Linked DNA regions of Columba livia: region 2 is linked to region 1. A link is a contact called in public Hi-C data. All regions are on one chromosome and are shown on one strand. The core of a region is the stretch at or near the end of the contact, and the rest is flanking DNA. Distances in the headings are between cores, read along the strand shown.

Region 1 (4,615 bases), core at 629-3,128:
TGCTTAATACTACCTACTAATCTTTATGAAGTGTGCTATGAGATGTTGTGGGGGGGACATCGTATTTCCACAGAAATGTGGTGTTTGATCTACTCCATAGGTGAAAGTCAGCTGTAAGGCATCAGAGTGCCACAGAACTCCTTCATTTGCATCGGAGTATTTACCTCGCAGCCTGATGCATGGCAGATCACAGTGACCATGTTCTGGCTGGCTCTGTGCATTTGGGTTCCCCAGAACAACAATTATTATTGTTTTTAGAGGGAATGCCATTGCGCCATCTTTTCATTTACAGTTGTTGTGCCCATTTTCATTGTCCATGGAGCCATTTACAAGGCTAAAATAACATGAGATCTCATCTTATGTATCTACTACTCAGGAACTGGAATACAAAGAGAATTCAAGATTTCTGGTTAATCTGTCATCACAAATAGCTCCTTGAAGAATTAACTGTGCCTGTGAAAAAAAGGATAAACAAATCCTAGAACCCCCTACTCATCCCCGCTTTGTTGTGTTAAACACTGAAAGAAACTCTGCCCGGCTGGGATGCGCAATATATACTCTGTATCAATCCGTGACATGTGGTGAAATGCTGCTTCTTGAAAGCTCACAAGAGAGAAGTAGTATAAATTAAGCGTAATCTCACAACAGCTATTTTTGAGTTCTTAACCAGTGAAAATGTAAGTGTAGCAATATTGTGCATCTATTAAAACTCTTGAAAGGCTCTTTATAAGTAGATGATAGGAATGATAACATATAATTTATTGATGTTACACAGATAGAGGAAAAAAAACACAAAGTAGCAATCTTTGCGTAGAAAAGGGGTATGATAGAGGAAATAAAAACAGAGCAAACGACTTGTCTCCACAGCTTCATGCCTGTGTGTGCAACCATATCAACTTTAGCAAAAATACCTTGTGCTTTGTTCCTGTGCAGGATTTCAAAACAGGGTATATTCCCTGTATTCAAAAGGAAAACTCCCAGATGCTATCTTTAATGTTTTTGGCTGAGCAGAGGGGTAGAATGTGCCTGGAGGCAGACCTGAGTAATAACTCTTATGCACTGTATTAGTATCACCTGTTGGTGTCTTATGCTTGTGTACACATGTAATTCCTGGACCTTTTCCATGTGGAGGAAAAAAAAAAGGCATTGGAACTGTCAACGTACATTTAATGCTACAGAACCATCTGATGATATCAAGCCACCCATGAATGCAGCGTTCTTGTTTATTGCCTTCATTTATTAGTTTAAAATGTTCTGCTGCTCTACATTTATTTTCCTATCAAAACTAAGTAGGTGATTTTGGAAATAAGTCTGCTTCCAGGGATTGCAGAGGTCTCTCTGAGGACAGAAATTTTCCCTGTGGCCTTCATCATCATTGACATAAGCATGTGCTTTTTCCTACTGATATTTAAGTCTGAATTATAAGCAGGCCTGAACACTCATCCCATAAATGCGATATAAAGAAGCCACAGTCTAAAACTGTATGAACATCTGTCTCACGATATCTCTAAGTTTAAATATTCACCAAAGCAGCCAGTTGTACTAGTTAACAATTACCCTTTCACTAATAAATTAAAAAAATAAATAAACTGAATAAAATCTAGCATTTTCATGTGATAGCTTTCCTCTACTCAAGGCTGATATGCAGCCACTGGAAGAGATAAAAGAATCCTTTTCCCAACCCTGAGGACTGGCATTTACTGCTTTTTGTCTGTTCCTTGTTTCTCTTATCAACTAGTAGTTCTGTGACCAGAGCAAAATCTCCCACACTGAAAGGCCTTTCTCTGGAAACATGGAGGGTATAAGGGGTGCTCTTCCACAGGCAGCAGCTCTTCCACCAAAGGCAGTCATTTCTGACTGCACTGTTTTCCTAACAGACTGCTGCAAACACTCCCTGTAGAGGATTCTAGCTTGAATAGATACCTTCTAAACAGGTAATTATCTTAAGAGGTTTTAATCTATATTTTACTTTTAACCAAAGCCCACAGGCTTTCAGGCATACTGTATTTAACCACACTCAAACTGATAAGCTTTTCCTCCTTGTCTTTCTGCTTGGGGGAAAAAAAAATAAAACCCACAACAATACAGGCAAAACAAGAAAGAGTTGGTGGAATAGCAATTGTCTCTTTTGGAAGCTTGTTTTAATATATTTGCACCTATTACCCTTCTAAGTAATTCTTCCTCTAACCCCAGCCCCTTCTCCTCCCCAAACAGTGCTTCTGAGAGAGGATATAAGTGTATGCAGTCCACCACAGCAAGATAACCAAAAGCAATCCCGGTTCACTTTCCTTACAGGTATTCACTCTGAAATACACTACTAGGATTTAAGCAAAAGCCCTTAAAGGCAGGTGGAGGTATTCTTAGTGAATACAGTAAGCTTATAATCAGGACCATAGAACAGCAAAATCAATCACCTTGGTTTCCTACATTTCCCAAAAAGTTTATTCTATTTTTTCCCACAAAGCGCCCCCCTATTCTTTGTCTGAGTGGGGAGTGCTCACACCATAACTTCATGGGCATCGCTGGCCCCGCTCACCTCTTCCCTGTTCTGTGGCTCTCTTGCTGCAGGGCGACTAGTGCAGCCTGCCCTCTGGGTAACAGCACCTGGCACTGTGAAGAAAAAAGGAGCAATAGATGCGCCTAGATTTTTAAAGAGCCAAACTGCCTTAAACTTATAGGTAATTGAAACAGTTGGGCCTTGCTGGGGCTTGGCAAGATCGTGTGTGAGCTCTGTAGGAACAAGCAAGCCCGGTTGAAATGGTGTTCATGTAGAACGTGAAAATGTTCCCTACTGAACAGGGATGAGCACAGCCTCGTTCCTCTTCCTAGGAAATGGTGCCATCATGTGGCGATTTTGTTTTCTCTGTTTCCCATTACAAGAGGGCACTTGTACCAACCGTTTTCTCTCTTCACATTTTGAAAAACAGCATTAAATGCTGTTTGGTGATTTCATCTTTTGCTGACATAAATAGGTTACCGTTGGCCGGGGCAAAGGAATTAGCACCCCTGTAATACGGCCAGCCTGTTGAAATCCCCGTTAACGCAGCTGTGATGACAGCTTCGGTGGTTCTCCTGTTAATGTAGTATATGTTGCTTGGAGGTGTTGTAGATGGCTACAGGTATCATTGATGTAATCCCTGTCTATGCTAGGAGGATATGATGGAATGGCTGTAGCAGCAGGGGGCTGCAAACAAGGATGGAGGGAGGAACTGAGAGAAAAAGAGTGTGTGTATATGTGTGCTGGTGTTTACAGTGGATGTATATTGGACTAGCCCCCAAACATGTGCTTGGGAATAAAAATGGCTTTTGAGTATACTGTAAAGTATCTTTGGAGTTCCTAAAATAGCAAGAACACAAACTGGAGTGAAAGTGGAAAAAGTAAATACCCTGGCTAAAAATGGAATATTTCATTAATTTAAAAATATCTGAATGTGCTGTAACACTTTGAAACGTGTGGTCACCAAATTGCTGTGAATTGGAGCTAGATTTTACCTGGTGTTTTACAGTTGTAAGTACGATATTTATCATGAAGAGGTATAAAGGAATCAGGGCACTAGAGCAGCGTGAGAGGAAAACTTTGTTTTTGTAAGCCTGGAGAACAAAATCTGAAGAGACGTATAGAGTTAATTCTTGATCTTTCTGTAGTGCTCTTTATCAAAATAATGCAGAAAAATTTCTTAAGACTAAGACAGGCAGCCCTTCTGGAGAATTGGGTGTGTGATGCTGTCCCCGTTCTACGTATGAAGCAAACAGGTACAGTCGTTGCCACCTTGCAGACTGTAGAGCCAACAGGATTAGTGCTGACCAACTCCTCCTGCAGACTTTCAGGCAAAGCATAGGAAGGTGATTCAGTGCCCATTCCCCAAGCATGTGAGCTGAAATAGAGGCTTTTATGTTTGCCATTGGGGATTTATGCCTACTGGGTGTAGAATCAATTTTATGTACAGAACACCTTATGGTTTAGTCTTCAGTTTTATGTAAAATGAGTATCTCATCATTAGGTAGACGCTAAAAAGGACAGGGCAATTAGCTGAATAAATCGTCCAAAGGAAATTTGCTGAACATTCTCTAGTCTGCAGAAAATGCCTATCTCCTGAACAAAGTCTAAGCAAACTCTTTCATATTAGAGCTTGCTCCTTGGAGATTAAGGTTGTGTTTGTGTGTGCATGCTTTTTGTCTTTCAAATAAAAGTAGTTATTAGACTATGAAATTTAGAGAAGTTTGACAGCTTTCAGAACACAGTGATTCTTCCTTCCATAAGGGTATATTACTGACACATTAATAGATGTTATGCTGGTAAAAATACAGTACTTCCTGTTAAATGTAGACTGCTACATATTTTGATTCTAACAACAATCTGGTAAGGTTAGGGCAATTCGTGTAGTGTCATCTGGTGTTTGTTTTGGATAGATATTATAGAAGGAGATACTGATTTTCAAGATGTTCAAGCAGATGATTGGGTGAAAACTCCAGCAAACCTTTAAAGCAACAGAAAGCAAGGGCTGCTCCTGGTCAGATCTCCTGCTGAGGATACAAATGTTCTTCTGTGTTCCTGAAACTCCATACAAGCTTTTCCACTTGCAGGCCCTTGTTCAGAATGAGGCCAAATATTCAG
Region 2 (4,725 bases), core at 79-2,578, 480 kb before region 1:
GGGCAGAGCTCTGCACTGTGGAGCAGTGGAATGAGGCTTAGGGCTGGCAAAATAAACTGTTCTCAAGAAGGAGTCACTCAAGTTCATTTTCAGACCTATTAGAAATCCCCTCAATTTTTTCAGTGCAAGTCAAAATTACCTGTGTAGATACAAAGATGGCTAATTCTACTGGCGCTAGCGTTTTCTGTGATGTGCTCTGCTTATCTGACCTGTCAGTGAACACTTCCTTCTTTCAGGGAAGGACAACCTAACAGTTTTTGGCTCTGCAGCCTCTTCCATGTAGGAAGAAGGGATATGTCCCTCTCCATCCTGTCTCTGAAGTAGATGGAAGTTCTTCGAAGGTGGATAATGACGCTTATGGGGTTTTAGGAGGATCCAGAGGGAATTGTAAAGTGTTTGCTAACCTTGAAATGGCTGATTAGCTTTAATCATTGGTAGCAACTCAGAAATTACAGCTGGTTCTCATGTTCATGCCCTGGAGCAACGCAGCAGTTGCCTGCAGTTAAAGGTAGCCAGTTGTTCCTTCTCGGTGCAAATGCCTTCAGCCACAGCTGAAGGGTGGGTGACCAGTTTGGTGGGCTGACAGGAAGACCAAGGTCAAAACAGCTGCACCGGGTGGGGTGGTGGTGCGAAGTGGGGACCTAAAAAGTTCTAGATCAAACAATAGATTGTTCACTTCCTTGTTACTCTCAGTGAAATATTGCTGCAAAGCTGGTTTTCTTCCTTGGTGAGCTCTCCCAAACTAGCCATTAGATCATCTTTCTGACTTGGGTTTCTGATACAACTACTGCTGTCTGGTATCAGTGTAAACTTCAAGACCTTTTTTTTCAGTGTCAAGAAATGCACCCAATTTGTTCTGCACAGGGTGAATCAACAATGTAGTGAGCAGGTTGTGTAAACTGCATTCGGATGAGGCTGATAGCTCTGCTCCTACAGTCACAGCAGAAGTATGTGCTGACTTAGCAACCAGCAGCTGATGAATTAATCTGATCCCTCCACTAGATGGGATGGCAGCACCATAATTTCTAAGCACTTATGGTTAAAATGTGAAGTTCCAGCACAGTCTGCTCAATACAGCTGGGTCCCATGCCAGATTTGACTAGCCAGGGGCTATGAAAGGCAAAAGTGCTTAGTTCCAGTTCCTCTTCATCAGAAAGGGCACAAAACAGGAAATGATTCAGTGCCCCAGAGACACGATACATAGCTGATCGCGGCTGACATCATCCAGCAAGCAGCCAACATGGTGGCCCCACGACCCTCCAGGTCATATCCTAATGTGAACACAAACGAGGGAACAAGCAGAGGCTGAGAGCTGTCACTTCAGCATTGTCACTAGATGCAGCAAATGCTGTTAGCTGTCCAGAGAAAGGAGATAGAAGCGTATGTTTGGAAGCAGTAAGAAAGTATTAAGGTTACAGATCTATAAAAATGTTAACTAAGTAAAATCTTACTCCATTATTGCTAGTACAGTAATGTTGTATGGCCCCAATTGCCCATCTCATTCATTATCCCAGAGTAATGATAGCAGATAGTATGAGTAATAATTCCACTCCTCTTGCTTTATGCTTTTAATTTTGTGTGTAGAAGTTAGGAGTGTTGTTATTACCACTTTCTCTCTGAGGAAAAAGAGACATAAAGAGAATAAATATGTTGCCCAAGCGCTCTCAGCAAGTATATAGTGCAAACGAAGCAGTACCTGCATGTCCTGATTCCCAGACTCTTGAACAATATTCTACGTTATCAGGGCCCTTCATCACCATTAACTTCATAGGAACCTGGACACAGTCCCTTTAGAAAACCTGTTGGATTTTTATCTTGACAGTGCAGCAGACTAGACATTGTGTCAACTCTAATCTTAAAGGTATACTTTTACTGAAATTAAATGTGAAAATACATAGAACCTTGAGTACACTAGGTCTTGTGTTATGTTTTTATGTTTGGGTTTATTGAATCTTTTTACTTTCAGTTTTCAGAATGCTGAACATTTTTGTCCTGACACCACCACTCAGAGAGGGTTCATTCTGTCAATCCAAACTGGACAGTTGAGTAGAAGGCAACAGGAGCTTATGGGATCTGGGAAGGTGTGATGAATAAGCAAGGATTCTAGTATGAGCATGAGTTGATTAGCAGTGAAACGACTATATGTTTTGTCATTTAATGCCTAGCATTATGTTCCAGAAGTAATGAACACTGGAGAGGAACTGAACACTTGTAATTTTCCCCAAGCTAGAGCCTCAGAGGCCACAGAAGCAGTCAGGCAGTACTGCATCAGGTATGTTCAGCTAATGTGTTCAGTGCTTCCTTAGTAACCCAAAGGACTTGCATTCTGAAGCAGTTTCATGGTAAAAGATGAATGCCATTCCCAGGAAATCAGGGATTAGCCTAGGCCCTTCATGTCATATTTACTTTGAGCTAAGGACCTCTCAACTTCATTGTGGTACAGCTTTATTTTTCATCATTTGTCCTTAGTGGTGCACACTGCAACAGCACTAACTGTTGCTCCTTTGAACAACAGTAGCACCTGAGTATAAATATCCTGAGAGCACTGTCACATATCAGATACTGTGGGCAAGGCAAAATCTCCATTGTTCTGCAGTTGCTTTTTGCCCTGTGGTGTAAATTCTACTGAAAAACACTGAGTTTCCTCAGCATGTAAAAAGAGATGTTCCCATTCTTTCCTGACAAAGCATATTAGAGGATCAGAAATGTAGGTCCAACTCTTCTGGACATCCCCTTGATATGCTGGCATCACTCAGTTCTCAGCAACAAACACAACTGAAAGGGCAGCTCCAGTGACTAGTATGTGCCTCTGCTATGCCTTGAAGAATTTTCTCACACTATTACTTTAGACTAGACTTGCTGTTGTTTTCCCACTGTCTTTCTCAGCAGGTTCACAGGTCACCTTTGTGTGCTTCTATCCTAGTTATTGCTTCTTGTGATGTGTGTGTATCATTCCTGCTTTTAGCAATTGTGGCTTTTATGTTTTGCTAGTGCTGGCACACTTCTAAGGGAACAGTTTTTTGCTCCCATTGCAGGCTTCCCCGAGATTAGTCAACATCCACCTTGCCTGTGGTGGTGGACCAGTTAAGACAGATGCTGGCCACCTTGCCTGTTGGTATTATTTGTCTAGTAGTGAAGTTCGGAAGCTGTATTCCACAATGAGGTCCTCGTTTAACAGACAATAACACACAGACAGTTCCCACCCACAGAGAGCTCACTGCCTAGGGTTATGGAAAAATATATCAAGCGGAGGTCAAAGAATAGTAAAGGGCAATAATGCAACACCGGCCACCGTGCTTTCCATGGGCCTCTTGCCTCAGGGGTAACAGTCAACCTTGTCTCCATAGGACCAGCTGTGTCTTAATACATACATACACTCATGCACATACACGCAAGCTGTGCGTAAATTAAACAGTCTTTAGAGTGCTAACAAATAGCAAATGCTAAATCCAAGCCAGATGTGACCCACTCCCTAGATACCAGCTAGTGGCTTCAGGCTGGAGTTCCGTGCTGCTGGAGGTGACTTGGAAAGCTGGCCTGATGGGCAGGCTCCAGCACTTAAAATCCAGTGGGTCTCTCTGAGTTCTCACCTTTCCTCCGGTTTAGCAGAATTCCTGGACCCAGGCTATCATCCAGCAGGGAGAGTGGTTGTTCTGATGTCCTTGTGCTTTGCTTAAACACTGTACTTCTTGGAAGAAAGCAGGTGAGGGGGAGTTTATGTCCATGGTGTGGATTAGGATATGTTCTCCTTGGATGTTTGCAAAACGAAAGTATGTAGACCTTCAGAGTCTGACAATCTAGAGGATCCCATTCCTATGCATTCTATTCTGTGTAGGCATCTTTTGGGGCCTTTGTAGATCCCAGTTTTCCTGCTAATGTTGGAACTGAGACTTGTATCCAGTCTAGCAGACAACTGAGATAATGCAGGGCTGAGCAGCTGGAACTCCTTGCAAGATGGAGCAGAAAGCCTGCTGCAAAGTATCCTGCTCCACAGCTTCAAAATGAATAGCGAACATGGAGAAAACATCAGTGGCCTTGGTGCTCAGAGTGAATGCCTGTGGGAAAAGAGCCATCAGAATGGATTTGTGGATTAGGAAATCTTTTGTGAACATATTCAAAGTTGTCCTTGAAGTGATATTTCTTGGATTTCAAAAGACTGCTGTTTCTGAATTTTTTCCCTTTTGATTAACTAGGAATTGCATCAGGATCCCCATTATTATTACTAAATAAAACTCTGTTTGAGTTTCAGTCCATAAAGTTTGATCAAATGTATTTTATTGTTGCTGTCTAAACATTTAACCTGGTTAATGTCTAACTTCAAGTATTTTTAATATTTGTACTTACTAAATTATTCGGGGAGAAGCTACTGATCGTAGGCCAAACGCTGATGTCATTTACACCAACAATTAGCCCAACATTGCTCAACTCTTGTCAGGTGCTGCCAGGGTTTAAGGTTGTGGTGTCCTCCCTAGTTTCTCCCAACAGATGGCAGTCTCTTGACTTGTCTTTTTCCCTCTCAGATTTTAGGTAAAAAGCAGCAGGGAAAACACCCTTATTGTATTTTTGCCTTAAACAAGAAAGATTTTTGTCCTTCTTGATTCCACCTTTGCTTGTCAGACTAATGGTGGTGGGGGAAAGAAGCCAATTCCCGAAGCCCAGAGGAATAGAGGAGTGGATTTCACATTAATACATGAAATAACAGGGATGACTTCACAGTCAATATGT

The links. A called contact is a pair of places that touch in the nucleus more often than the background predicts.
Region 2: a Hi-C map of crop shows a contact between it and region 1, with 5 times the contacts expected there. The contact joins two enhancer-like sites. A contact is called at or near these places in 2 of 2 Hi-C or Micro-C datasets (crop and liver).

Annotation. Positions count from the first base shown.
Region 1 is chr1:74,633,939-74,638,553 of bColLiv1.pat.W.v2, reverse strand. The region is part of intron 2 of ZBTB20 (zinc finger and BTB domain containing 20); the gene reads left to right. Among named protein-coding and RNA genes, the nearest start is that of ZBTB20, 12 kb to the left of the region's middle. Within about 2 kb of position 1,878, at least 1 of the 3 cell types and tissues checked has an H3K27ac peak away from gene starts, as active enhancers do.
Region 2 is chr1:75,113,599-75,118,323 of bColLiv1.pat.W.v2, reverse strand. It overlaps LOC135578309 (a long non-coding RNA gene), which reads right to left. Exons shown (of 2, transcript XR_010469798.1): 2 at 1,556-4,055. Among named protein-coding and RNA genes, the nearest start is that of GAP43, 140 kb to the left of the region's middle. Within about 2 kb of position 1,328, at least 1 of the 3 cell types and tissues checked has an H3K27ac peak away from gene starts, as active enhancers do.